Regions from separate parts of the Mus musculus genome. Here all the other regions are linked to region 1. The links are chromatin contacts, called in public promoter capture Hi-C maps. All regions are on one chromosome and are shown on one strand. The core of a region is the stretch at or near the end of the contact, and the rest is flanking DNA. Distances in the headings are between cores, read along the strand shown.

Region 1 (7,332 bases), core at 2,747-5,246:
CTTTTTAATAATACTGTTATTTATTATTTTTATAGGAGGTTGTCCACCCTCTCTCCCTTCCTCCTCTCTTCTTGCTTTTCTTCCTTTCCTTTCCTTTCCTTTCCTTTCCTTTCCCTTCCTTTCTTTCTATAGCATCTTGCAATGGAGCACAGGTTATCCTCCTGAGCCCTGGGATTACAGATGTGTAAGAGATTACATCATGTCAAGTAATGACCAGCAAAATAGAAAAAGTTAGCAAACCTTAGACCCAAAAAAGAGAAAAATCCAATTGTCTATTAAGAAAATGAGAACAGAACTACAGAACTAACAACTGTGGTAATTAAAATTTAAATTAATTTAAATGTGCTATGTTTTTCAGTAATATATGTAAGGACAGAAGTTGTAGACTAGAGACATTTGAAAATATATGGATAATAAAGTTAAATAATCAAACTAGTAAAGTGTATCGAAGATGACCTACATGTTTCTTTTTCTCTTTTTTCTTTCTTTCTTTTTCTTTTTCTTTCTTTTTTTTTTTTGAGACAGGGTTTCTCTGTGTAGCCCTGGCTGTCCTGGAACTTACTCTGTAGACAAGGCTGGCCTCAAACTCAGAAATACGCCTACCTCTGCCTCCTAAGTACTGGGATTAAAGGCGTGCACCACCACTGCCCAGCTGATCTACATGTTTCTTATTGAAATCATATACTAGAAAGTAAAATGGGCAAGTATGCAGGCACATTTGTAAATTTAGTTCTTAGTACATTAGTAGATGAAGAGGTCTTATATGTGATATTACACCTGCTGTGGTCTGAATGTTGATTTCCATTCCCAGAATTCTTACGATAAAACCTAATCTCCAAAGTGATGTTATCATGGGACAATCAAGTTAGGAGAGTTCTACCCTCACCAGTGTGATTATTCCCAAGGTCAGACCTGTGAGAATCTTTTCAGTTCTTCCACAATCTAAGAGCACATAGAGCATGTATCTACGAAGTGAAATGCCCTTACTAGAGATCAGATGTACCAGTGCTTTGATCGCAAACTTCTCAGCCTCTAGTACTGAGAGAAATATGTCTTTTATTTGTAAATTACTCAATCTAAGGTGTTCTGTTACAGCAGCCAAACCAAGTAATGACACCAAATATTCATTTACAAAAGCTTCCTAAGAAGGTCTAAGACGCAATGATGAGCAAGTGGTTTCAGAGCTCAGAAGTCTCTGTATCATCCTACACTGGGTAATGAAGGTACCACAGGGAAAAGTGACATCTGGGCTGAGTTTCGAAGAGATAAGTAGACTTCTGAAAGCTCACAGTTAGCAGGGCAGTGGTGGCGCACACCTTTAATCCCGGCACTCGGGAGGCAGAGGCAGGTGGATTTCTGAGTTTGAGGCCAGCCTGGTCTACAGAGTGAGTTCCAGGACAGCCGGGGCTATACAGAGAAACCCTGTCTCAAAAAAAAAGAAAAAAAACAACAACAACATCAACAACAACAACAAAAAAAAAACAAAACAAACCAAAAAACAACCAAACAATAACAACAAAACCCCTCACAGTTTAATAGCTATTCATGGAGGTTTTCTGACAAAAACCTTCCAGTAAGTTTTAATCACCTCTGTGCCCACTGAGATACCCTCCTGACTCCCCAGGACTAAGTCACCACTAACCTGCTCTCCATCCCTGTGTACTTGCCCATTGTGGATAGTTCATATAAGCACAATCATCAAGTATGAAGTTTTATGACAGCTTCTTTCAGCTAACATGCTCTCATGGTTCACCTACACATTTCATGGCATTTATCAGTATCTCATTCCTTCATGGCCAAGCAAGTAACTGGTGCATGGATACACACAACAGGAGGCCCATTAATCAGCCGGTTGGCACGAGGGCTGTTTTCACCTGTTGACTGTGATAATACAGCTCTTTTTGTTCCGCTCAACCCCACAACCAACTTGCCGGCACATCCACACAAGCCATTCTCCAAGCTTGCACCCGGAAATGAACGTCTCCTAAGCGGTGTCCACACTTCTTATCCAGCTTCAATGCCCGATCAGTCACGTTCTCAGAATCCCAACCAAAGAAGGTTTTTTTTCTAACTTACGTTAGATGACATCACTTCTCTGCTAATACCCTTGTACTGCAGTCATTTCCACTCTCCTGGGGTAAAGTCACAGACCTTAGTGACGGCGCATAAAGCTCTAGAATCTGGCCCCCGTTACAACTATAACTTCATCACCTAGTACTTTCCCCCAGAGGTTTTGCTCGTCATTCTGGCTGGCTGTTCCTTCCAAAGATCAAACCCATTCTCACCTCAGGACCTTTCCCTGGAATGTTCTTCCCTTAGACAGCTGCATCCCATGTCTTCAAATCGGCGACCACTTTCTCCACACATCCTAGCTGTGGTAACTTCCAGTGAGCTACATCCCCAGCTAATTAACATTGTTTTAAATTGTGTCCCCATCCCTATTCCTGTTTACCTCGTCTTTTCTTTGCAACACGTCTCATCTCCAAAAGGACTACATACGTATTTTTTTCTTGGACATATGCCTGAAGAGGGCAGACTTCTCGTTCACAGCTCTATCCCTCATATCCAAAGACACGGCTGGCACATAAGCTATCAATATTATCTGCTGAACTAATGCTTTCGTTTCATTCCGCCACACAATCGTCTATCCTGTTTTCCCAGGCACAGCTCACAAAATGTCCGGAGGATTTCTTCCAGTCGCAATTCCCTAGAAGGATTATACTTTGCCTCGAAAGAAAAACTGTGCTTTGTCTTGTCAACCACAAGGAGGAGTTGAGAGAGAGAGTTGGGAAACCAGCTAATTCTTTCCCTTGCTTTTCCTCCTCTAACCTCAAGGGGGAAGAAAGCTGGATCCGGAGCCCGCTATAATAAATGAATGGTTTTTCTCCACACTATGAGTTACCTAGACACACACGTCAACATTAAAGATTACAACCCTTTCGGAGGCCTAAGATATCAAGGCCATTATGATCTGGGAGTGTTTAATTCTCCTCCTAGTTATTTCTCGCAAATCAGGGAAGGCGTTCCCATCAACACAGACACATAACTTACCGGTAAAAGCTAAAGTGTTTCAGGGTCGTCAATAATCTCTACTACTAAGTCTGTACTATTTAATATTGACCACATCTACAATTCTTTAACGATGTAGGCAATTCGGTCCCTGGACTAAAACCAAATCTCAGATCTGACACTAACGCATCGACACCCGACTCGCGCACACCGCGATCGATTGATTTCCCAAGCGCTTCGGACTCACCGCCACCTGTTGATGCCCACGTTGGAAGAGCCGGCGAACCAGGGGTCGAGGATATAGACGCAGCGGATGGTGTCGGCGCCCTGGATGCACTCCTTCAGGGCGGGGTTGTCGTGGAGCCGGAGTCCCTTTCGGAACCAGTGCACGGCGTTCACCCCCATGCTCGGGGCGCGGCGGGTCACCCCGACTTCCTCTACCGAGAGCTTCAAGGGAGGGAAGCCGGGCTCATAACCGACACCTGCGCTTCCAAGAAAACCTCCTCACCCGAGGAGTGGGGAAAGGGCTGCAGAGAGGGGACGGGAGGAGGCGACGCCGAGGCGGGGCGCGGAGGTGGCGAGCGCGCAGCTGGCAGATGAATGGAGGCTGCCGAGGCGCCGGGATCCACGCGCGACGTCCTTCAGGAGCCCGCGCCCAGCGTCCGGAGGACACGCATACCTTCCAGGGCCTGAGACCCCCGGAGCGCAAGCGAGCGCGCGGGGCCCGAGCCGCCACGACGGCCCGAGCTGGTCGCAGCAGCCCCGGGAGGCTCGTCACGGAAACCTCGCCCAACCGAGGCGACCCGCGAGGAGACGGTGGCGCGCCCGAGGCGGCCTCCACGAACGGACACGAGCTCACGCGGCCTCCGCGCGACGCGGCCTGTGCGTCCCGGAGTGGGCAGCGAGCTCGGAGAGCGCGGGCTAGAGCTCCAGGCCGCGGGACGCTCGCCTGCCGGTCACCGGTCCCGAGGCTGCCCGGGTGACTCCGCCGCGTCAGCGGCCTCCGCCCCGCCCCCGGCTTCTCATTGGGCGGCATGCACCCCACGTGACCACCGGCACCTCACGTTTCTGAAGTGTGTTTACTACACTGGCTCAGACCCCCGCGTGCGCCGCCGCGCCCGGTGCTTCGGGACCGGTTGCGATCGCTGGGCGCTCACGACCTGAGTTCTCGCGTGGGATCCGGACTCGCAGCCTCTGCGGGTCTCCTGAGCCCCAGGCCGCTCGCGGGGGCCACAGGCCGCGAGAAGGGGGAGGAGGCATAGTTCTGCTCCCGGGGCCGGGAGCCGCCTCCATTGGCCGAGGCTCGCGGGGACCCGGATGAGCACGGGGCTGCGGGGAGCTCGCGGGCGCGCGCTCTGCCGGGCACGGCGCGCGTGCGCTGCGCTCTCGCGGTGGAAGAGAAGAGGCTAGGACGCGGGAGCGCGCCCAGGGCTCTTCCTATGGGTTGTGTGGAAGGTCTGAAGCCAGTTCCGTGTGCCCTGAGAGTTATTGCTGGGCTGGGTGAGAGGCAACCGAGGCACAGTCCTGCCTCTCACCCAGCTTCAATCAGGTGTTAATCGGAGTCCCCTGCTCTGAAAGGAGCAGAAATCACGCCGTTAGCCTTTTTTACTGTTTGGGGCGGGCACCTTTGCCCAAGCTCTGGAGAAGACAGGTCCGATCTCAGATATTCAGCATTTCATAATACTGTAGATACATCGTCAATTTATCAACTCTAATCTATTACATGAAGTGTAGTTTAGAAGGTATTTTGATTAGGTTTTTGGGCTTTTTGCTTTGCTTTTTTTTTTTTTTTTTTTTTTTTTCTTCAACTGAAGTTAAATGGGAAGAGGAACCTTAATTGTAGTAAAGACTTCCATCAGGTTGCCTGTAGGGAAGTCTGGGCACTTTCTTGATTAATGAGTGATGTGGAAGGACCCGACCAGTGTGTGTGGCGCCACCATTAGGCTGGTAGCCCTAGGCGGGTTGTATATGGAAGCAGGCTGAGGAAGCCACAGGGAACCAAAACGGCTTTCCTCCATGGCTTCTGCTTCAGCCCTCTATCTCCAGGTTTCTGCTTTGAATTTCTGCCCTGACTTCTCCCCACGATGGATTATTAACTGTAAACGGCAACAAACCCCTTCCTTCCTGGCCAAGTTGCTTTTGCTCATGATGTTTTATCAAAGCAATTGAAGTCTAATGAGAACACAGGGCCACATGTGCATCTTTACCAGACTTCCTAGCCATAACCTACAGGCCATGCCTTAGACATACAATGCCCTTTTTGTTGAGACGGGGTCTCGCGGAGCCCTGGCTTACCTTGAACCTGCTGTGTAACTGAAGATGGCTCTTGGTTTTGCTCTTATCCCTGAGTCCTAGCATCACCTATGTGCATATATTCATCCAGGGTTATTTATGTATTTATTTATGGAGACAGTATATCATTAAGCATCTAGGCTGCCCTTAACTCACTTTGCAGCTCAGGAAAGCCTCAAAGTGAGCTTTGGATACCCCTTGCCTCAGCTTCAGGAACACCTGGTGTCCTAGGCCGGTGCATCCAGGGCCAGAATAGCAGCCGCTTATTGAATGAAGCAGGTGTGTTCCAAAGAGATGACATGCAAACCTAACCACAAAACCCCAGCCCCCTAGTGGAGTTTATTATCTGTTTCTTATTCTTTATATGTGCTGGGTTTTCCTCTGATAGAGGAATGCTCTTTGGGATCTACATTAACCTTTGAACTACTAAAGTATGTCTCCTCATACTGTAGCTTCAGACCCAAATAAAAGGCTCCCTAATTTTTGAAAATATTCTTTACCTCTAGTACAAATATAGCGTCTCCTGCCTCCTGGGGCCCTCCAAGCACATGTGTGATACATCACTTGTGGCTTTGTTACAAAGACTAATAAAAACTTCTTATAATACCCATCTATGGGCTGGAGAGATGGCTCAGCGGTTAAGAACACTGACTGTACTTCTAGAGGTCCCGAGTTCAATTTCCAGCAACCACATGGTGGCTCACTACCATCTGTAATAAGAACTGACACCCTCTTCTGGTGTGTCTGAAGATAGTGACTGTACTCATAAGCATAAAATAAATAAATAAATAAATAAATAAATAAATCTTAAGAAAAGAAGTTTTTTTTTTAAAAAAAATACCTAACTATATTGCTTCATAAATACCAATACTTACCACTATATAAAAAAGTCTCTGTGTCCCTTCGAAGTGAAACTTCTCAAGGACAAGGTCTCTGCGTCCAACTTTATTTTTGTGTGCCATCAATACTCAGTATAGATCTTCACATGTGTAACTGAGTGAGTGTTCATTGATCAATAGATGAAGGATCAAATGAAGGAAGAGTTGTGGGGCACCCGTATGTCTGGCAAAGTTAAAAGGAGGAAAGTACAATGATAGTTACAGTGTCTCCTTCAAATTCTTACAACGCCCCTTTACTTGTGAAAAAGGTCACATTTGGAAACAAGATCTTTAAAGATAATCAATTTAAGATGAGGTAATTATTAAGCTGTTCCCTAATCCAATGTGACAAGTACCCTCCAATAAAAGGTAAGTTTGGGCATGAAGACAGACATGCGTGAAGATTGAAATTATAGCGAGCCACAAAGCAAGGGACTAGCAGACACCAGCAGAAACCTGGGACAGACTTTTCCTTAGTGCCAACATGGCTCTCTGGAGGCCTGCCTGGACTTCTGGCCTCTAGAACTGACACAATCAATCCCTGCTGCCCAATAAGCAGCACTTTATTATAGCAGCTCTAACAAATGACAGAAGGAAACTAGCTTCAGTAATGTAGGGAGCCATTGTCTGAATGGTCCTCTCTATCTCCGCTTTGGCCGCTGGAGTAGGAGCTTCCCCTTTTCTCTCAGTTTCTTCAGAAAGATTTGAAAGTATGTGCAGGAAAACCATAGAGACTTAGCACGTAGTCCCTTGTTGTAGAGAGGCACAATTATTCTGTGCTCACTCCCGGGACCTTCTGAGTCTCTCAGCACCTGTGCAGGAGGCCTGGGAATGGAGCTGTGTCTCCACTTGGATTGTGTTGTATTCCAGGACTCTATTTTTGTTTGTTTTTTTTTTTTTTTTTTTAAGATACAGTCTCTTGTTTTCAGCAGTTTGAAAGGAAGCAGACTGTGTCTAAAGATGTAAAAACTGTTTTCAAGCATCCAGATGAGATGGTAGGAAGAGAAAATTGATCTGTGTAGTGTTGGCTTCTGCTTATGTGGTTGTTCATTCAATGAAGATAAATTTTTAAACAGTGCGTAGGTGGTTCTGTAACTTTAATATTGAAGAATTAATCTGTTATAAAAGCACATCAAGAGTGCATTCCTCAAAT
Region 2 (7,332 bases), core at 2,559-5,058, 2.6 Mb before region 1:
TGGGAATGGCCTAGTTTCAGAGGTTCATCAGAGTCGGGAGGTAGCTTCTTCTTCTTGCATGCTGCCAGAGAAGAAGCTGAGAGTTCTACACCTTGATCCACAGGCACCAAGAGCCTGTTATACCACACTGAGCATAGCTTGAGCATGGAAGACCTCAAAGCCTACCCCACAGTAATACGCTTTCTCCAACAAGGCCACACCTACTACTCCACCAAGGTCATACTTCCTAATAGTGCCACTCCTTATGAGCCAAACATTCAAATACATGGTCCGTCTCTATAGGGATCATGCTTATTCAAACCACCTCAGTCTATGTGGTCCAGGCTGGCCTCAGACCCTAGGAACAAACAGCTGAGGTGCATATCTTACATACCAGAGCAGACCTGGCCTCCGGGACCTCCTGCATCCCTCAGGCCCTATCTCGAATCCCTGCCCTGAACTTTCCAGCCCAGGGGCTGGGCGGCCCTTCCCACAGAGGCTCTTTGCTACATAACCCAGACATTTTGGTTTCTTCTCTTCTTCTTCTTCTTCCTCCTCCTTTTCCTTCTCTCATGCGAACACACTTTCTCTCTTTCTCTTCCCCCCTCCTCTCTCCTTCCCCATGGCGACTTCCCCTGCCTCCTTCCTTGGGAGCAGTAAACTTACCAGGAGAGCAGCTTCCCAATAAACCAGAAGTTATATGCATTTTAATCTGGTTTGAATTGGCTCAGTTCACCAGTGGAGAAAAAAACTTATCAGTGTGACTAAAAGTGTGTGCCACCATAGCCCAGCCCTTTTGGAAAATAAAAGTTTTGAATTACATACATATGGGGATGTGTGGGTCCATGTGTGTGAGCACAGGTGCCCATGGAATCCATTAGTTTGGAGCTAGTGATGGCTGTGAGCTGCCTAAGTGAATGCTGTCTCAACTCAACGTCCTTCTAGTCCTCTGCAAGAGTCCCACCTACTCTTACAAGCTGAGCCATTTCTCCAACCCCAAAGTTGTTTCTTTTCTAAGTAGAGTTTTCACTGTTTTATATGTATTTTACTTTATGCATCTATGTGGCTTTGCTTGCAGGTTATTGTGCCCCTGCTTTCAGGTCTAGTGCCCCAGGAAATAAGACAAGGATGTCATACCCCTCAGGACTGGAGTTAGAGACAGTTAGTTGTGAGTCACCATATGGGAATCGAAGCCAGGTCCTCTGGAAGAGTAGCTGGTGTTCTTAACAGCTGAGCCATCACTCCAGCTGCCGATATGCTTCCCTTTAAAATATCCTAGGATTAAAAATATATACATATGGAGCACAAAGCCCTGGCCATCTCTGAGCTCACATCACAGAAGGGAGAGATCATTGTAATTTAACCAACGCCTCTTGTGAAACAAACCAGGCAATCTAATTCAGTCGGGCTTCTCACCATTTTCTGCCACGTAACCTAAAGAAACAGGGAAGCCTAACACTCGAAGATGTCAGTGTTCTGGATTCCTCGGGACAATGGAAGAGAGACATGGTGGGATGAGTGATCAGCCTCTCAAGGACTGAATGGTGGCAAGTTTCCTGGAAGTGCCCCCATTATTTATTTATTTATTTGCTTTACATCCCAGTCAACCTCCCCTCACAAGTCCCTCCCATTACTCCCTCCCTTCTCCTCATAGTACAGTCACTTGACAACATTCACTTAGGTGATACCCAAAGTGAGTGCTACCACCCCATCTTGGGACATCAAGTCATAGAAGGACTAATCATAGCCTCTCTCACTGAGCCCAACCAGGCAGTCCAGCTAGAGGAAGGGGATCCAAGAACAGGTGGGGGCTCACATAAAGACCAGGCTTCAATCTGCTACAAATGTGTAGGAAGCGTAGGTCAAGCCCTGCACGCTCTTTGGTGGGTGGTTCAGTCTCTGTGAGCCCCCATGGGCCCAGGTTAGTTGACTCTGTAGGTCTTCTTGTGGTGTCCTTGCTCACTTCTATCCCTCACTTTTCCACAGGACTCCCAAACACTGCTGAGCCATCTCACCAGCCCCCTAGAAGTGTTGTTTATTGTTACATAAAAGGCACTTTTAGCAAGTTAACTTCTGCATACCCAAACCTCTTCTATGATCTAGGGGTTATGAAGGAGCCATTGCCCAAGATTCTCAGACACAGGAGACTACCTGGTCTGCCAGGTACGTCTAAGGACTGATACTGTAAAACCCTTTGAAGGAACAACCCCCTCAAATCTCAGATAACAATCGCTGACAAGAGGCTACCTCAAAGCCTAGGTGTCATCACTCTGGGATTCACGGAGAGGGCTAGACGCCGTTAGACAACTCTCTGGCCAAACACCCACAGCAGACATTGAAAAGAAATTAAATGAAAACTCTTGGGGCTGGAGAGATGGCTCAGCGGTTAAGAACACTGACTGCTCTTTCAAAGGTCCTGAGTTCAAATCCCAGCAACCACATAGTGGCTCACAACCATCTGTAATGAGATCTGACTGCTCTCTTCTGGAGTGTCTGAAGACAGCTACAGTGTACTCACATAAATAAATAAATAAATAAATAAATCTAAAAAAAAAAAACAAACAAACTCTTAGAACCTCCGAAAGTCAAGTATGGTGATACATGCCCTGTAATCCCAGTCAGTATGCAAGAGAGTGAACAGGAGACTTGCCTCAGGTTGAGGCCAGCCTGGACTACAGCTGCAAAGCTCTAAGCCAAGTCAGGGGTACACAGTTTTGTAATTATCTCAAAAACCAAAAGAACCTCCGAGAAATCGAGGTGAGATTGCTGTCTAAGGTTCTAAAGCAGAGATGCATCTAGCATCTAGGCGAGTGTTTGTCCATCTCCAACGTAGACAACTGTTTATGGAAATCTTTGTAATCTACCAAGAGCTTCCCCTTACAGATTAGTAAACTGAGGCCCAAACATTGGTGGCTTCCAATCTTAGGTTTTCCAGTTCCAATCAGCCCTACTCCTCATCACAGGAATTGACAAGAAAGACAATTGAAAAGAAAGAATGTTGTTTTGTGTAAGGCACAATATTTATTTATCATTATTATAATTATCATTTTAGTTTTTCACGACGGAGTTTCTCTGTGTAGTATTGCCTGTCCTGAAACTCGCTCTATAAACCAGGCCAGCCTCGAACTTAGTTCTGCCTGCCACTGTCTATGCAAATGCTGGGTCGCCCAGCCAAGACACATAGTTGCGGGGGAGGGGGTGGTTGTTTTCATTTTAATTTAATTAACTTTACGTCCCGTTCACAGCCCCACCCCCACCCAGTCCCACGCTTACAAATCCTGCCCCCTTCTCTTCTCAGAGAAGAGGAAGCCCCACTTGGGTAAGACTCTGGTACATCTAATCTCAGCAAGTGTAGGCACATCCTTTCCCACTGAGGAAACACGCAGTCCTCTTCCCCCAGTCCGCGCTGGGTCCACTGGCAAGGAACAGAGACCTAGACAGCCCCTGTTCCACTTGTAGGGGACTCACACGGACACCAAGCTTCACATTTGCTACAAACGTGTAGAGGGGTCTAGGTCCAGCTCCTGAAAGCTCCCTGGTTGGTAGCTCAGGCTCTGTGAGCCCCAAGTCAGGTAGCTTTTAATCCGCACAAAATTTGAGGTGAAAAGACATGAATTTGCCACCACGCATAATACATCCTAAAGGCCATCACCCTTAACCCACACCTTCAAGGAAACTTAGAGCCCACAAAAGCTGACGTCAGCCGGGCGCTCCCCATCCTCGCCGAGATCCACGTTTCCCGAAAGGCTAAGCGGCGGTCGGGGCGCCCCGAAAAGGACACGCCATTGGCCTGGCCAGCATCACGTGATGGCGAGGCCGCCGGCCTCCTCGGAGGGGGACGGAAGTGCGCTGGGGACTCGCCGCGGTGATGTAGCAGCGTGGGAGGGGCCGAGGCCAGCGCCGTCCATCCACCGGCCGCCCCGATCCTGTGGTGAGTCCGCGCGCTGAGCGGCAGAGCGGGCGCCCGTGGGCTCGGCAGGAGTGGCCGTACCCTCGGCGGCGCCGCCATGGACGCAGAGGCCGCGCGCAGGTAACGCGGGCGCTCGCGGCTGGGGTCGGTCAGGGCCGCGGCCCGCACAAAGGCCGGCTTGCGCGTGCGCAGTGGGGACCTCCCCGCTCCCCACACGTCCCCCCCCCCTCCCAGGTCCGCGCACGTCCTCTGCCTCCCGTACCCGCGAGCTTTAAAAGGTGGTGTGTGCCCGGCCGCAGCCTCCGCCCGCGCGGTTCTTCACCCTCCGTCACCGTGGACTGTAAAGGCGAAGCGGGTACCCTGTGGCCGCGGTTGCTGCGGGGTCCTTCTCATCCTCGCGGGATAGATACTATTGCTGTGGAGTGTGTATAACACGCTAAGAAGTCAATCTGTAGATGTCTTTCATTCTGGGATGGTCTTTAAAATTGTCCCTTAGTGGTAATGGGGATGTCAGGGCGGGCCTGACAAAGTATAGGTTTGGGGATTTAGACTCTTCGCAGAAAGCTAAGAAAAACAAAATGGCAAGGTCTTCGCAGGTAAAAGGAATGGAGATTTAGGTATTAGCCCTGCCTGGCGAAGAATTAGCTTGCCTCTAAGTGGCAAATGGACATTGAACTTAGGCAAGAGATTCTGTCTTCAGCCCGCCTTCCCACTCGACGGCTGTATTATGGTACATCTTTGAGCAGATTGACGGGGGCTGATGGCAGTCCATGGGAGTTGAAATGAAAGTCTGGTTTACCACTCAAAGATCCAAGGGACACTGCAGAAGGGCCTCTACTCACAGGACAGGTAGACCTATCTTAAAGCCTTTACCAACTACAGGGTGCCAGGGACCTGCTGGTGAAAGTGGGAAATATGCCGGCCCAACTTTCAGAGGGGTTTGTAGAACTGATAGGTTGAACTGGAGTCTACATAAATACATGCTGAATGGATGCAATAGTGAATCATTAACAAAAAGAGGCACAATATTACATGTGTGTGTACGTGTGTGTGGTCTGTCTCTCTCTCTCTCTAACCCAAGACTAAATAGTGTGTGTGTGTAAGACCTTGATGTCATACTACTGAAATGATTTAAAAATGAACCCAGATTTTTATTATTATTTGGGAGTGTGTGGTTGGGGATTGAGCCCAGAGCCTCCAGTGTGCTAAGCAAGCTTACCACTGAGTCATGTCCCTCAGCCATCTTCTTACTCGTTATTTTGAAAGGTCTTGCTGTGTTGCCTTGGCTACCCTTGGCTTCACTCTGTAGCTCCGGTGGACCTTAAATTCATGAGCCTCATGCCTCAGCCTCTCAGATGGCTGGGGTTATGGGCCTTTCCTCCCAGGCCCAGCAGGAACTGGAAATTCTGACTAGTCCTAAAGTCTTCCTGCACTCTGCATGTAGGAGCTAACGCACGGGTAAGTGTGCATTCTCCGTGTAGCGCTGTCAGCAGCAGATGTGTATGTGGTGTTCCTTCACGGTCCACACTGCCAGCTCCCTGGAGCTGTGTGTGTTGCAGTAAATATCATTTGGGGGTTTCTACCTCACCTCAGATCATTTAGTTCCCAAATATAAGACACAAAGTTCTTTCGATTTTTATAATAGGCTTAAAAGCACTAGAGCTGGGCAGATATCGGCCCTCCATGCTAGTTTGTCTGCTTCCCTGTCAGTAGCCCCGAGACATCACGTGTCATGTTTTGTTTGGGCTGATCCTGCTGCATCAGGCCAGCCCTCGGGGCCATGTGCTAAGATCCTCCTACCCCATGGAGACTTTTCTTTCACCTCTCTCTGGTGGTCCCTCCTGAGACCCCAAGCCCAGGAACCTTCGTTCTGTCCCCTCTCTTCTTCACAGCCCAGGCTGTAGGCATCTTTATTAACCAATGGGGGGAGAGGGGCAGGGCTACGCAACAAAAGCTGATGCATGTGAAGATCTCATCCCTGAGATGGGAGGGAGAGGGACAACCAGATCTCAGTAGGTAGCATTTGATAGAGAGCAAACCAGACCAGTCCCCTGTGCAGCGTTGAGCTTGTTTAGCACTGGTCATTGTTTGTGGCTGTTCAGTAGGATGTATCCTTGTTCAAATGAGATGCTCAGAGGTGTTTTGAAAACAGCACTCTAGACCCTTAAAATAGTGTAAAATAACTTAGAATTAAAGAAGTTTCTTAGTGTTTCTAGAGAAAGCTTTAAAGATTTAAAACAGCAGATCAGAATCGTATTAGATAGACTTTTTGGTTTTTTTTTTTTTTTTAGCTTTGAGACAGTCTTGCTTATGTAGACCCAAGCAAGCCTCAGTCTCATAGGCATCCTCCTTCCTCTGCTTCTGTGCCAGGATTACAGGCATACAGTGTGGCGACTTTCCACAGACCTCTAATCCGCTGTGTGTGTGTATTGAGAGACCACAGGCAGCTGTAGGAAGCAGTTCTGGGCACAGGAGGTCTGTAGGAGTTGGTAGGATGGGTCTCAGAGAGAAGAAAGCAGCATCTTGCAGAAGAATGAAGCAGTATGGAGCAGGTGATACCAGCAGATACGGGAAGAAAAGAGAATGGGCACTTCTGTGTAGCTCCGGAGCCATGACATTTCACATAGATGGCAGGTGTGGAGCCTGTGGAGTTTCTCGCTGTCTTGGAATCACCTAGACATGGAATCAACTTGACTTGGGATCACCTAGTAGACACACCTCCGATCTGTCCTTAGGGTGTTTCCAGAGAAGTTTAACTGAGGAGACCTGCCCCGAGTGTGGAGGTACTGCCAGTGGTCAGTAGTCCACCCCCTTTGCAGACCTCTGCTCTGTAAAGCTGGGTGTTGGACTGCACTGCCCAGGAGAGTGTCAGGATGAGTCAGAGCGAAGCAAGCCTAGGAAGCCTGTTGGGTGGGGATGAGGGACAGTAGCACGGTGATTATTTATTATTTTACCTCTAACGTCTTATATGCGCTCATGAGTGAATGGGGGGGGGGGGGGCGGGGAACCCATGTGCCACTACGTGAGTCACAGGAAATTTTCTCAAGTTTGTTTTCTTCTTCTACCTTGTGGGTTTCAGATCAGGCTCAGTCCCCAGGCTTGGTGGTAAGCACCTTTACCTGATCAACCATGTCACTGGCCCAGGCATAGAGACAGTGGGGGTGGCAGGATGACAGGCTTAGTTTGAAAGAATAGTACCTATCTGACTCATCCAGCTTCGCAAAGGGCACAGATGCTACCAGTGGCTATATATAAAGTCTATGCCTTTCTCCTGCTTTGCTCAAGGGAATATAGTTTGCAGCAAGGTTTAAAGACTTAAGTGAAGGGCTGATAAGATGGCTCAGCGGTTAAGAGCACTGATTGCTCGTCCAGAGGTCATGAGTTCAAATCCCAGCAACCACATGGTGGCTCACAACCATCCGTAATGAAAAACAAATTAAAAA
Region 3 (7,332 bases), core at 2,833-5,332, 2.5 Mb before region 1:
CAGGGACAAAGATGGAGGGAATGGCCAACCAATCTCTTACTCTATCAGTGATACTCTGTTATGCATGCAAACAGGATAACTGTCCTCTGAGAGGCTCCACCCAGCAGCCAATGGGAACAGATGCAGAGACCCACAGCCAAACATTAGATGGAGCTTGGGGAGTCATGTGGAAGAGTTGGGGGAAGGCTTGAGGGACCTGAAGAGGACAGGGACTCCAGAAGAAGACCAACAGAGTCAACTCACCTGGACCCTTGGGGCTCACAGAGACTGAACCACCAACCAAAGAGCAAGCATGGGCTGGACCCAGAACCCAACACATACGTAGCAGATGTGTAGCTTGGTCTTCCTGTGGATCCCTAATAACTGGAGCAGGGTCTTACCCTGACTGTGGATCCTGTTCCCCTAACTAGGCTGACTTGTCTGGCCTCAGTGGGAAAGGATGTACCTAGTCCTGCATGACTTGATGTGCCAGGGTGGGCAGATACCCATGGGAATCCTCCCCCTTCTCAGAGGAGAAGAGGAGGAGGGACTGGAAGGAGAAGAGGCCTGCGATTGGGATGTACGGTGAATAAATAAATGGATTAATGAAAATCAAACAAAAAAACTGAAGTTTAAAAAGAACATCAATGGGCTGGAGAGATTGGTCAATGATCTGAGCACTTCTTGCTCTTACAGAGACCAGAGTTTGATTCCCAGTACTCTCGTTGACAGCTACAACAACCTAGAATTCTAACTCCAGGGAATCTGATGTTCTTTTCTGGCATTTTATCGAGGTTTCCTACACACACACACACACACACACACACACACACACACATGCACATACCCATATGTGTCACACACACTTAAAAATAATTTTTTAAAATCTTTTAAAAATAAAACAATAATCATCATTATAATAAATAGTGTATACAATATAGCCCAGGCACATTATAGGCTATATCATTAGACATGCTCATGAATTCTCTATAGTATCCATCATACCGTGATATCACACCATTTACTTAGTGATACATCTATCTCAGGACATAGGCTCACGGCTAAACATGATAACATCTGCCCTCATGTCCACTTTTAATCTGTGGTGCCATTTATCATTAAACTATGTGTCTGAGTCACGATTCTTTTAGTTGAAGGCCAGCTCTCATTTCCTCTTGCTGACTGGATCAGGCTTTGGTGAGTCTGTTTAAAATGTCTTAGGAAATATCCCTATTTTTCTCGACTCATGATTTTTGACAGTTTCATACCTGGATTTGTTTTGATAATGGGTGTACCCCATTACCTTCTTGTCTCTCTCCTGCATCACTGAACCGTTCCTTCTTGCCAACTAGACTCTTTTCTATTTTCTTATCTTGTGTCTCCCACTGAATTTAATTAGGGTTGCTTCATGATAGGGGGAGGGGGGCTTTGAACTCACAGAAGCTGCAGTTACACCTGCATAAGAGTGGACCTAGCAGTGTGCCTTTACAGATGGGGGGGGTAGAGGATCCTGAAGACCACCCCTTCCTTAGGAGCTGCTAGCAGTTAATGGTTGAGGGAGAGACATTGTCTTCAGATAATATCTACTAAGGTCAATGAAGGAAGGAAATATGTTGTAGTAGCTGATGAGTCACTAGACTGGGTCAAGCTGATAGGGTTTTTTTTTTTCCTCCCTTTGTCTCTCATGGCTGGCCTCCAAGATCCCACACAGGAGGTAGAAATGACAGCCATCTCTCAATCCCTCTTGCTTGATGGACCTCAGTTGTGGGTTATGTTCTTGTCAGCTTAAGCTTCAGTGCTCTGGCTCTTTCTCCTACCTGATAAAGGGCAACAAAGGCTTGTGCACCCAAGTCCTGGCACTGGGCCCCTGGCTCCCGCCTGCTGTAACTGGTTTTCTTCCTTGGCTCTTGAGTCTAAATCACTGGTCTGGTAGCACGGTTAGATTCCCACATGGCCTAGAGCCCCACCTTGCTTTTCTCCATGGCCCCCGCTACAGCTTTAGCTAAGAACCATGGCCAGAGCCCTCTGATCTGTAAATAGACGTCTGCCTCTCTCATCTTGAGAACAGTGCCTGATTAGACCATCTGTTATTGAGCTCATCCGCTAGTCTTCCCCAGAGTCCTCAACCGAGACCTTGCCCATAGCTCTCAGAGGTCTGCCACACTTGGGCACTGGTGTCTTGCTCTACAACTGGCTCTTCAATGCCCTGTAGCTAAGGAATAGGATTGGAAGCAGTAGTAATATATAAAGATTATAGAAATTATTTTACTGAATGACAACTATGTGCGAGGTGTAGCCTGAGAATGGCACAGGTTCTTGCTTCCATGGCAACAACTCCAAAGAACAATAGACTATGCTCTCTGCATCTCCTCCCCCACTCATTCTTTGGCTCTCTCTAGCCTCTCCTCCTCCACTTAAAGTGTTTAACTCTAGGCCAATAGCAACCTCCTAATTTGCAAATCCAACACTTCCTCCTCCTACATGAACTCTGTGTGGCTTCTAAAGGAAATGGAACACTAATAGCTAAGAGGTCAAAAGGGAACTTGGCGAGGACTGATATTTAGAAGAAGCCACAGGCAAAGGGAGGTTCATAAAGGTGGAAGTGGTTTTCAAAGCCAAACCCATAGAACAAGTCCCCAGTTCCCTTTTGCCTTCTGTTATAACCTTTTAAATGCTGGTTTCTTAGGGGTACAGCTCACCCTCCTTCTCTACCCTGTCCAACCTTTCCTTCACGTGTTACCTACATTGGTGTTCTGTTCAGACTTTCTCTCCAACTGTGAGACAATTCTAATGTGTTTATTCTTTTTTAAGATTTTCTTTGATGAGTACAGGTGCGTTGCCAGCAGGTATGTCTATGAACTACAGACCCACCTGGTACCTGTGGTGGCCAGAAGAGGGTGTAGATCCCCCAGAACAGAGGGTTCCAGACCATTGTAAGCAGCTATGTAGGTGCTGGAAATCAAACCCAGTTTTGTTTTTGTTTTTGTTTTTGTTTTTGTTTTTTTGATACAGGGTCTCTCCATTTAGCCCTGGCTGTTTATTCACCATGTAGGCCAGGCTGGCCTCAAACTCTTACTCCTGAGTGCCATTCAACTCTTTCAAGGCACAAGGCTTGTGGCACTTTGATATAGCAGGCCTACAAAATAGACTCTTTCCAAATTAACACTGAGTTTGCAACTTTTAAGGGTTTCCCCCTTAGTCTTTTTGTCTAAGAATATTAACAACACTATAAAAAGAAGCCTCCGCATGAAAATAATGACCTGCTGTGATGGTCGATATTGCTGATTTGATACTATCTAAACTTACTTAGGAGACAAGCCCGTGGGCAGGCCTATGAGGTTATCTAGATCAGATTAATTAAGGTGGGAATAGATGTAAGGTTGAAATAAATTAAGGTAGAAATAAACTGGGATGCCATCCTGGACTAAATAATAAGGCAGCCCGGTTCCAGCATCCGTGGCTCTCTGCAGATGAAATTCCACCAGCCACTTCCAGCCAAGCCTCTTCATTATGATGGGCTTCTCAGTGAGGGGAAACAAACCCTTCTGTCCTTCAAAGGTTTTTGTCAGGGGATTTTTTCACAGCAACAAGACAACTAATACACCTAAATGAACCGAAAATCACCTTTGGGGTTATCTTTTGCTGTGTAGGCTTGTCACCTCCAAATCTGAGCCGTGCTCAGGCCCTGCACTTAGCCACCGTGTCCACTGTCCTTGTCCTGCAGTCTGGGAGACCCTCCTTTGAGATGACAGATTTGCCTTAGGCGCTCCCTGTGCTCTCATCACTTGGGACCTACACGGCAGGCAGCTCTTCTCCAGTGCCTGTGATAACAGTTTCCAGGGCGTGACGCTCCTACACAGAAGATGCTCCAAGTGGACCTAAAGGACAAAGCTGTAACCTCCTCCCCGAACACCCCACTGAAAGCCACAGAGAGGAGGGTTGGCAGGGTTGGCGGGAGGGGCTCCATCTTGGCGGAGCCCCGAGGGCCACGTCGCCACGGGCTGGGGGGGCGGGGCCCGCGGGTCACGTGCCGGGCCTCCCGCGCACAGCTGGAGGCGGCGCTCGTCCTCCCCACGAGCCGTGGAGCCCGTGGCGCGCGGGGCATTGTGGGCCGAGGGGCGGGGGTTGGGAAGATGGCGGCTCCCAGCCTCCTCAACTGGAGGCGGGTTTCCTCCTTTACCGGACCGGTGCCTCGCGCCCGGCACGGACACCGAGCCGTGGCCATCCGGGAGCTGATGATCATCTTCGGCGGGGGCAACGAGGGCATCGCGGACGAGCTGCACGTCTACAATACCGGTAGGCGGCGGCTCGGCGACCCCGCCTCGGGACCGCGGAGGGGGAGGGGAGGAGCGGCGGACGCGGGCCTGACAGCTGTCACCGCCGGGTCGCCGCTACCCCAGCCGGGCAGGCGGCGGGGGAAGATCGGCTGGGTCGGCAGCCCGAGCTCGCAACGTGTTGGAAGGCGGCTCGGTGCTCGCGGTTCCGCGGGCTGGACGTGACTCCACCGGTAGACATCGAGACACCCCGGCCCATCCCTCCCCGTGGACCCGAGACGGCGGGTTCCACGGCTGGGCCTCCACCCTAGGGCCGGTCACTTAAGGGGTGGAGATCCCGCCAGTGTCAAGAACAAAACCCACCCCAAGGCGGGCCTCGGTGGTCTTTGCCTTCCCCCAGCCCCCTTCTTAGAACCTAGAGAGTTGAGGGGCGGGGAGGTTCTCCTGGCTGCCTCTTCAGCGTAGGTACAGTTAGTACCGGGCGGAAGCCCGCAAGACAGTTCTCTAAACTCGCGGCGGAGAGAGTTGTGGGTGAACGCGGACTGGTCTCTGATTAGCCGATGTCTGTAGTGTATGTGCTCTGCCCTTCCGGGCTGGTCCTCGCCAAGGGGCTGTCATAGCTAAGGCACCGCTGCACAGCTCGAAGTGTCACTTGTTAAGGGGGCAGGTCTTGACCTCCGTGCTGGTTGAAAGTATATTTTCTCCACTTACAAGTAGTCTAGCAATCATAGGAAACTAGTTAAGGCTAGATACTGAATTTGGTGTCGTTTTAGTTCACAACCTACAACTTTGATGAAACAACTTGATCACAGTAGTCCTCTAAAAGCTAAAAACGGTAGGAGAAATTTTGTTAGTTTTGACTCTCCTCAGTACTCCAACAGAAAAAGTTTTGAAGATGTTTGATTTGGTATAGTGTAAATACCCTGGGCTTAGAAGAAATTGGGTCTGTTTTGAATCTTGCTTTGGCAATTGTTCTAAATCAGCATTAAAGTTACCACGTCTTTCTAAATCACAGGTTTTCCACTTCTTTAATGGGGGGTGACACCAGGATTTTTTTTTAAGAGTACAATGATGCAGAACAGGTTTTCTTTTCCTTTTTCAATACAGGTTTCTCTGTGTAGCCCTGGCTGTCCTAAGACTAGCTCTGTAGTCCAGACGGGCCTCGAACTCACAGAGATCAATGAGCCCCTCGGCCTCCCAAGTGCTTTACTCGGACTAAAGGCATGTGCCACCAGTGCCTGCCCCAGATCTGGGTTTTCAACAGCAGCATTATTACATTTTGGGACTGGTGATTTTTGGCTGTGGCTACTACCTTGTATGTTGTAAGATGCGTGCTGGCATCCTCAGGCTCGAGCCATGGGTTGGTAGTTACACCTCCATCCCAGTTGTGACAACTATATATGATTTTAGACATTGTAAAATCAGTATTCTTGGGGGAGCAAAATAGTCCCCAATTGAGAACTGTTGGAATAAAGGATGGATATGCATGCATGAATGTATGTATGTATGTATTATTATGTAAGTATATATACACATATTCTTTGATTATATGTATAGATCCTTTGACTAATATATTTATCACTCATGGAGTGTGGTAACTTGTTATAATTTATTTTATTTTATTTTTCAACTAGTTACAAACCAGTGGTTCCTACCAGCTGTTAGAGGAGACATCCCTCCAGGCTGTGCAGCCCATGGATTTGTCTGTGATGGGACTAGAATCCTAGTGTTTGGGGGAATGGTTGAATATGGAAGATACAGCAATGAGTTATATGAGTTACAAGTAAGTATATCTTACATTTATTGTTTTCAGTGTGAAGAGCTAATGAAATTGTCATAGTTTTTAAAGGGATGACAAGTATTTTATTAGTACAGTGACAGAAACAGATGCTCTGCATTTTATAGCTTCAAAGAAAATGTTTCCACTTCTACTAACAAGTCAAAATATCTGCTGTCTTGTCATAGGTGTGGTATGACATTTATAGCATAAGGGTATCTAGCCTTCAGCAGCTCTTTGACACAGTTGTCCTTTAGTCTACAACACAAGCACCTCCCAACTGATGACAGCAGATTGCTGGAGTCTGCCCCTAGGTGTTTGAAATCAGTATTGTCTGTGGTGGAGCCTGGATGTTGGCGTTTCTACCACCGAGACTGTGCTTGCAGTGTCTCGGTATGAAAGGAATGGTTTCCTTTAACAGTAGGAACTATCCTCCTCTGTAGTCATGCAGAGAGAGGGGACAGTTTCACCTGGGCTTTCTAGGTTTGACTTGCTTGTTAAACCAGTCAGTCCTCATTGACTAATCTCGCTGTGTTCCAAGGACCATCCATGATCATGAGAGTATCTACCACTTGACATATGTGAATGGGTTGTACTTATTTCCAAGCAAGCAACCATTTCATATAATTGAAAATAGAGAAGATTCTCATGGCTAAAAGAATACATTTTGGAGTTTGGTTTTGTTAAATGAGTTTTGTTTACTTAAAGGTTATTTAGCATTCATGGTTTATCTAATATCTAAAAGCAAGTTTTTATGAATTGCTTCTATTCTTAAAGTTCTACATACAAATACTTAAATTCTTTTCGCTTGGAAAAAATTAGAAGTGATAGTACTTACTACTACTTATTATTATTAGTATTAGCTTATAGAAGATTAGTCTGAATGTCTATTAACACATACATATACACACATATACCTACATATATACTTACAGCTTTGTGAGACAAATCTCACATAGTCCAGGCTGCCTTTAAATTCACTCAGTAGCTAAGGTTAGCTTTCAACTCCTGATCCTCTTGCCTTACAAAGTCTGGGATTACCATAGCCAGCCTTACTCGGATATACATTTTACTCTCAGAAGGTAGCCACTTCTCTTGAGTCTGATGCATGCCTTTAATTCTAGCACTTGGGAGGCAGAGACAGGCAGAGCTCTTAAGTTGGCGGCCTGGTCTACACAGTGAGTTCCAGGACAGCAAGGGCTGCATAGTGAGACCTTGTTTCAACATATAAATCACTAGTTAGATACTTTTTTGTCATTTGTCCCCAGAGGAGCTTATTGGATCTTCCGGTGAGATTCAGAT
Region 4 (7,332 bases), core at 3,624-6,123, 2.4 Mb before region 1:
TCTATATCTACCTATAATATACACACACATATATAATATTAGTTGTTAAATGTTTATATAAACAATGACAATCAGCCAACTAATTGCTAATACTGCCAAGTACGAAGAAAAACATAGAGGTTTTGCTAGTACCTTATTTCAAAAGGGCTTCACTAGACTACTCTGAGGAGGCCCAGAAAAGGTCCATTAAAAGATGGTATTTAGCCAGCAGTGGTGGTACACGCCTTTAATCCCAGCATTCAGGAGACAGAGACAGGCAGATCTCTGATTTTGAGGCCAGCCTGGTCTACAACAAATTCCAGGATAGCCAGGACTATAGAAAAATCCTATCTTGAAAAAATAAACAAAGAAGATGCCATTTAAACTGAGGTAAAAAGGGGTTGGCGAGGAGCAAGAAAACGTTTCAGACAGAAGAAATAGGAAACACTGTTGGTTGATAAGCTAAGCAATTATCTTATGGACAAGAGCCACCAAGGGGGATTCTTAGTGAAAAGAGCACAGAAAACAGAGGGAGGGAGAGAGCCAGAAGGCAGAAGGGGGTGTGGCCCTGTTGCAGTGGCAGGAAGTGGGGTAAGATGATCCCCAACCCCAGTTACACCAGTTACCACAAATTACCACTGTGTGCATCCGAGGAGGCACTTAGTAGGCCTAGGGAATTGAAGTTCCGAGGTCACCTCATTACATTAGGTTCGGTGACTATGCTATCTAGCTGAGCTGATGATGCGTACTGTTCTTTAACTGTGATGCGATGATGCATCTTACTCTGATTTTAAAAGCAGCAATATTAGCCCATACTGATCCCCTGTGAATACAGTAGATGGACAGGTAGAGCAACACTGTCTTCTTTACTATGCCGATTTTCTGAGCACTTCTAAATCCCTCAGGAGAGGCTCATGGCCCTATGCAGCAGCTTAAGAAACAGCTATGGGCCTGCGAGATAGCTCAGCAGGTAAGCTTGTTTGCCCCCACGCCTAACAACCGAAGTTCGATCCCATGAACCCACAATGAAAAGAGAACCCAGTTCCACAAGTCATCCTCTGACTCTGCCTCACGCCCATCACCTCCAGCACAAAAGCATCAACTGCCATTACTGTCATTACTGTCTTTTCAAATCTCCTTTCCAGGCACAAAGACCTTTGCTCTCATATACAGCCTATCCTCCTACCTGCTCTTTATTCTTTATCTTCTGGGAGTAAGAAAACAGCATCAGGGATCCTCATCTCTGAAGTTCAGCCCCGCCCACTCCCTTATTCCCGCTTACACGTGCCGGCTCCTTACACACACAGCACTCGTTGTGCTCTTGGGGTTGTGGAAGCCCCCCCCCCCCCATCCTGTCTGCCTCTCTCCTCGCTGCAATGCATGGTTCTCACACAGCTTCCCATTCCCATTTAAACTCCCTAGTGCATGCTTCTAACCTCCGAATGCCAATGAAGCCGCTCTGAGGGCCGCCAGCAGCCCTGCCAACCTGACGGGACCGTGGTAGTACTGATACCACCTGTCTCACTTCCCTTCTCCCCAGACCTCCAGAGCTATAGTCTTACTCTATCCCTAACTGTCAGTTTCAATCCAAGGCTTTCTCTTTATTCCTCCCCTTCTGGTGAACTCATTAAATGTTACCTCTGCTTTCAGAAACAGTCAATTTACAATCACCGATCCCCTGCCATGCAAGCATCCATTAATGAACTCTAAGAAACTCTAATAGAGCACCACGTCTGCTCATCTGATCTAACTATGCCAACACTGTTTTCCGGTCTCCACCTGGATCTGCCCATCCTGTTCCGTCCCACTGGACCACCTCCTAGCCCTGTCAAGACTAACTCACCAAAAATGCTTCCACAAGATCTCCTGCATCCAATCCAAACCACCTCTTCACAGCTTTACAAGGAGGTTCCCTTTGCAACCTCACAAAATCCTTAGTACTAGAGTACACCTGGAGGACCACCAAATAAACACAGGCCTCTCATTTGAAGAGTGAAGCAACGGTGACTCATAGGAACTGTACCCTGCCTGAGGTCACAGATACCATAGCAGAGCCAGATCCAGAAAACAAAGACCGGCCAGGTGGGAGGTCAGCACAGCATTTTCCTGTGAAATCCCCACCTGGAAAAAGTGCTGATCCCCACCTCCAAGCCTGTGACTCACTGGGGTGTCCAGGCTTTTGCTTTGGGTGACACCCTTGACCTAGCCATATCCCACCGTGTTTAGACCCTGTTCAGGCCAGGAGGATCCCTCCTGGCATTCCTAGGTCAACCACCACACCCCTCCTCTTAGCAGCGTGTGCAGGGAAACTCAGCCTGTTCCACTTGGCACATACCACATTCACTTTCAGTAATACCCTGCCAGTTGAGCAGACAGCCCACAGACAGGCGGGCAAGTTCTTTACCAGACAGACGGTCTCTCTGGCACTGACGGGGCCCACAGGAATCGGAGAGCATGTGCCAGTTGCTGACAAGAGGCAAAGGGACTTAGCACAGGTAGTCTGCCTAAACTTAAGAATCACTACACTGCCTTCTCCAATACATTTCATACAAAATTAACCAAAATGATTAAATAAAACATACTTACTGTCATGAAATACTGTATTGTGTATCAGTGGTATTCTCAAATACCTGTCAAAAAGGTGGTGGATCCTTGTATAATTTTAACCTAAAAGACAAACATACAAACATCTATTAATAGTAAAAGTATATAGACTATAGGCTTTCTTAAAATTAAGGGGGACACAGGTCATCTTACCTGCTATACTTAATCAATGGAGGGTGAAAAGTTAATTCTACAGGGAGGGGGGAAATGGCTTTCTAACCTAGCCCTGAATTTGCTTTACTAGTCAATATTCATCACAATACTCCAAATAAGGGATCAGATTATATGTTATGCAAGAGACTGAAAACTCAACACATCTAAGTTTCATAAAATATTCACACCAAGGATAGAAATGCCCTACTCATAAACTTGAATTTTTAAGGATGGATTTGTTTTTTTAAAGTGTTTCGGAGATGTACACATTTTTAAACTGAAAAAGGAAACAAACATGTCAGACTAAAATGCACTGAAATTATCTTACGTCCTGCTGGAAAAGACACACACAGCCTTGCAAGAGGGCACACCAAACAAACAAACAAGTCCACGGGGCCTTTATCAGTGTGAAGTGAAATTGCATCAAGACAGCGCTTCGGTCTCACTGTAAGCAATTACAGTACTGGGACCTTATTTGTTGGTTCCCCCCCCCCTTTTTTTTTCCGAAAGGAAACAAATAAATGGGAGGAAAGGTGCAAATCAAACATCCTTTCCATGTTCATGACTCGCATCGAAGCATGAAGTGTAGTAGGGAAAAAACAGGGCTGTTGAATTTTAAAAATCAGCCAGCAAAGACTACCTGACATTGCTATAATCTTACAAGTAATCTATATTGCCTTCCCATATATGCCCCTTTTCTAGATCCAGAATGTTCCTGTAGCTTTAAAAGGTGTGTTTGAACACTCAAACACTGAAGGTTGGGTATGTGTATGCATCTTGCTTAGAGTGGGAACCGGGGGAGAGCCTTACCAACCCAAATAGTTGCTAAGTATATACTTAGACTTAATCCATTAAGAATATCTCTCTTCATATGGAAAGCATTTTCTTCAGGGCAGGTTATAATCTGTGTAATAGCTCAAGGGAATGCATACATCTGCTTGGTGTTTGAAGAAATGCAAATCTGTATCCAAGAAAAGCAGATTCCCTTCCTCCAACCTCCTTTCTTTGGCATCGACAACCACAGCTTTGCATCGATAGAATCCTTAAATTAAGCTACAAAGAGCAGTGCAGAGGAGGAATCATTTGCCTTTAAAGGAATTCTGGTTAAACTCTCAGTATCTCATCCATAAAGCTCCTATTTATTAATGCCACTACTACTGACCAGTTGAGCCATCACTTTCTGTTACCGATTAGTTTCCTTACTGAGAGCTGAAGCCACTCGGGTGATTTGTGGCACCATCTACAAAAACTAGGGTCTGTGAAGATTAGCGGGATGCCATTTTTTTTAAAGGTCGTCTGCTACCTAACCTTGTCTACATCAAACAGCCCTCTTCTAGACTTTAGGCATGAAAGGATCTGCGGGTGCTCCGTAAATTCTTTGTTCTCGCAGACCCTCCCGCCCCCCCAGCACGGGTGACTGAAACCTCCGTGCAACCTCCAAGGCTCCCTTCCCACCTTCGGGGCAAGTCCGGGGCGAGCCAGGCGCCAGATGGCTGCATGCTGTAGGCGCGGAGCGGGCCGGGGGCCCGCCAGGCCGCTCGTTCCTCGCAGGGACCCGCCGCCTCGGCTCGCAGGTGCCCGGGCGGCCCCGCGGAGCGCATCCCCCCGCCGCCCGTGCCCAACGCCCGCCGCCGGCGGGATGCGGGAGACAAAGCGGCCGCTCCGGGGCGCAGCGTTCCCCGCCCGCCGGCTCCCCGGACAAAATGGAGCCGGCCCGGGGCTGCCGCCGCGAGAGCCCCGCAGCCGCCCGGCCCAGCCCGACCGCGGCTCGCGGCCCCGCGCACAAAGCGCCCGCCGCCCCGCGCCCGGCCCGGCCCGGCCCGGCCCGAAGCACAGCGGCCTCGCCCGGAGGCCCGGCCCGCCCGAAGACTGCGGACTGCGAGTGCCCCCGACCGCCGCGGCGTTGGCGGCGGGGACGGCGCCGGGAGGAGACGGACATTTCATTCGAGCTAAAGTGGAGTCGGTTTAGGAGCGATCATTGGCCGAAGCGAGACACAAACCTCCAATGCAGCCCTGGTTGGCTCCCGTCTCCAATCGGCTGTTTGGTTGGACAGAAAATGGCTGCGAAGGAACCAGTCCCAGCGCGGAGCTCCACTTCCAGGACTCGGCCTCCCCTCCCTCCGCCGCGGGCCGCTTCCCTCTACGTGACACCCTCCCTCCGCGACGCCCGCGCCCGAGGCCACGCCCCGGTCCGCCCCCGGCCCCGCCCCGGAGCCTCTGAGCAAGGCGCGCGGTCCGTAAAAGCGCGCGGGCGGGCTCTGGATGTTCGCTCTTCAGGGCGTCCGAGAGGCCGGCGTTCTCATCCAGAGCTCCACGCGGAAAGGCTTGCTCTGGCTTCTTTCTCCTTCCAGCTCCTCCTTCCCCACTAACCAGCGTCTCGCCCGCCTGAGTTCAGCCCCGGAGGGGATCTACACCTGAGCTACTTTCCAGAATGCTTTAGGCACCTAATGTTTTCTAGGTATCCCTCCAAGCCACCTCAGGCACACAGCGTTCCCTCTCAAGTCACAGTGAACAAAGATGTTAGTTTTTCATTTTAGCACACCATCCCCTTCCTCCAAGTTTAACAGGTAGGCTGTCCCAGCCGACTTCCACCCTGTACCCTGGTGCTGTGTTCTGGTGTTAGGTCTGCCCTACCAAGTTGGCTTACTACCTAAAGTGCTCATTTCCCAACCAGATAACACTGGGCTGCAAAAACTCATGGCCTCTGTGCATTTAAGGCCTTCCCTGTCGGCCTCACTGAAATCTGGATCAAATGTCCCTTGGCTACCATTCTCCCTTGTGGTGGTGATCCAAAATGTCCTGCATGGCCAGCCACTGCAAAGTACTGCAGGATACCTGCACCCAGATAGATGGAAAATTATTGTCCTAGGACTTAACAAGGATAAGTAAGCAAGACTGAAAGTTCTAGGTCAGCCAGAGATACATTAAGACCCTGTCTTTAGAAATAATAGTATGGCTGGGTCAGGCAGGTGCACGCCTTTAATTCCAAGACAAGGGAGGCAAATCTCAAGGCCAGCCTGGTCTACAGAGTGAGTTCCAGTACACCAAGGCTACACAGAGAAACCCTGTCTGAAGAAACAGAAACTGTAGTAGTAATAATTATAGAAGGCCCTGGTGTTGTGGCTTATGCCTTTTAAACCCATGACTGGGGAGACACAAACAGGAAGATTGGAAATTCCAGACCATCTTGGGCTCCCTAGTGTGTGTGTTCACGTCCAGCCTGGGCTACATAATCGGACTGTATCTCAAAAAAAGAAAAAAAGGTGTTTGGGTGTATATTCCATATAAGTATGTGCATAAAGTATACAGAAAGATTGAAATATGTTATTTATTGATATCCCGCTGTGTCTAGAATAAATAAATATTTCTCAGGTAAATAAGGAAGCAAGAACAAATGAGTCTTTCTCGGTTATTTCAAGAGGAGTTAGGAGCACCACCACCTGAATCTACCAAATTCTAGGACACCCTCCTCTTCCTCTCCCTTCTTCTCTTGTTTTGGTTTTGTTTGTTTGTTTGTTTGTTTGTTTGTTCCAAGGCAGGATGTCTCTGTGTAGCCCTGGCTGTCCTGGATTTCACTCTGTAGACCAGGCTAGCCTCAAACTCACAGTTCTGCCTACCTCTGCCTCCCCAATGCTGGGACTAAAGGAGTGAACCACCACCACCTGTGGGCCCAGGACCCCTTCTTACTAGCCAGATTTACCACTCTGTTATTTCCTTTTAAAAAAAATTAAAGATTTATCTATTTTATGTATATGAGTGCACTGTCACTGTCTCCAGACACACCAGAAGAGGGCATCAGATCCCATTACAGATGGTCATAAGCCACCATGTGGTTGCTGGAAATTGAACTCAGGACCTCTGGAAGAGCATTCAGTGCTTTTAACCGCTGAGCCATCTCTCCAGTTTCTTTATAACAGAAATAATATTAACTACTATGGCTCATTGCAATTTATACATATAAAGACCTAAAAAGGTTAATATTCTAAAATTTTTGTTTGGTCAGTTTGTTTGGTTTTTTTTGAACTGTTTCACTATATAGTCCAAGTTGGGCTTAAACTCAAGATCTATCCCTGCCCCTGACCTTCCCCCTTACCCTGACCCTCCCCCTGACCCTGACCTTGACCGTGCCTTCTGAGGAACTGAGCATACGCCACTAGTATTTGTATTAGTTGGGTTCTTTTGAGGAACAAAACTCAAAAGATAGATGGATAAACAGACAGACAGACAAGTACCATATATATTTATGGGATTTATGAGAGTAGCTTATAGGCTAGTCCAACATTGGTTAAAAACAAGAATCCAGTAGTTGTCCAGTCCATGAGGCTGGATGCCTCTGCTGGTCTTCAGTAGATGCTGGAGTCTCAAACCAGTGAGGGGATGGACTTGCCAGTGGTAGCAAGGCAAGCCCTTCCTTCTTCCATGTCTTTTATATAGGCTATCAGGAAATATGGTTCAGATGTAAAGTGTATTGTCCCACCTCAAAAGATCAAGAAAAGTCCCTCAAAGGTATAACCAGATGCTTGGGTTTCAGTTAAATCCAGATGTAGTCAAGGTGACAACCAAGAATAGCCATCACTGTGTATTAGTCAGGGTTCT

What was found. Capture Hi-C pulls out chosen DNA fragments and counts their contacts.
Region 2: a promoter capture Hi-C map of adipose tissue shows a contact between it and region 1, with 5 times the contacts expected there. The contact joins the promoter of Tdg here to the promoter of Cry1 in region 1. A contact is called at or near these places in 1 of 39 promoter capture datasets (liver), 1 of 484 Hi-C or Micro-C datasets (uterus), 1 of 115 datasets of contacts at active chromatin or transcription factors (astrocytes) and 2 of 9 other capture datasets (adipose tissue and liver).
Region 3: a contact with region 1 is called in a promoter capture Hi-C map of adipose tissue, with 4 times the contacts expected there. The contact joins the promoter of Hcfc2 here to the promoter of Cry1 in region 1. A contact is called at or near these places in 2 of 39 promoter capture datasets (liver and pre-B cells) and 2 of 9 other capture datasets (adipose tissue and liver).
Region 4: a promoter capture Hi-C map of liver shows a contact between it and region 1, with 3 times the contacts expected there. The contact joins the promoter of Nfyb here to the promoter of Cry1 in region 1. A contact is called at or near these places in 2 of 39 promoter capture datasets (liver and pre-B cells), 1 of 115 datasets of contacts at active chromatin or transcription factors (thymic regulatory T cells) and 2 of 9 other capture datasets (adipose tissue and liver).

The regions. Positions count from the first base shown.
Region 1 is chr10:85,181,058-85,188,389 of GRCm38.p6, forward strand. Cry1 (cryptochrome 1 (photolyase-like)) reads right to left here and starts at 3,997. Exons shown (of 13, transcript NM_007771.3): 1 at 3,257-3,997. The coding sequence starts at 3,414.
Region 2 is chr10:82,626,030-82,633,361 of GRCm38.p6, forward strand. Tdg (thymine DNA glycosylase) reads left to right here and starts at 3,809. Exons shown (of 10, transcript NM_172552.4): 1 at 3,809-4,009. The coding sequence starts at 3,987.
Region 3 is chr10:82,695,032-82,702,363 of GRCm38.p6, forward strand. Hcfc2 (host cell factor C2) reads left to right here and starts at 4,083. Exons shown (of 14, transcript NM_001368720.1): 1 at 4,083-4,275; 2 at 5,888-6,036. The coding sequence starts at 4,113.
Region 4 is chr10:82,759,268-82,766,599 of GRCm38.p6, forward strand. It overlaps Nfyb (nuclear transcription factor-Y beta), which reads right to left and starts at 4,874. Exons shown (of 8, transcript NM_010914.2): 1 at 4,737-4,874; 2 at 2,566-2,646. The coding sequence starts at 2,571. It also overlaps a transcript of Hcfc2 not described here.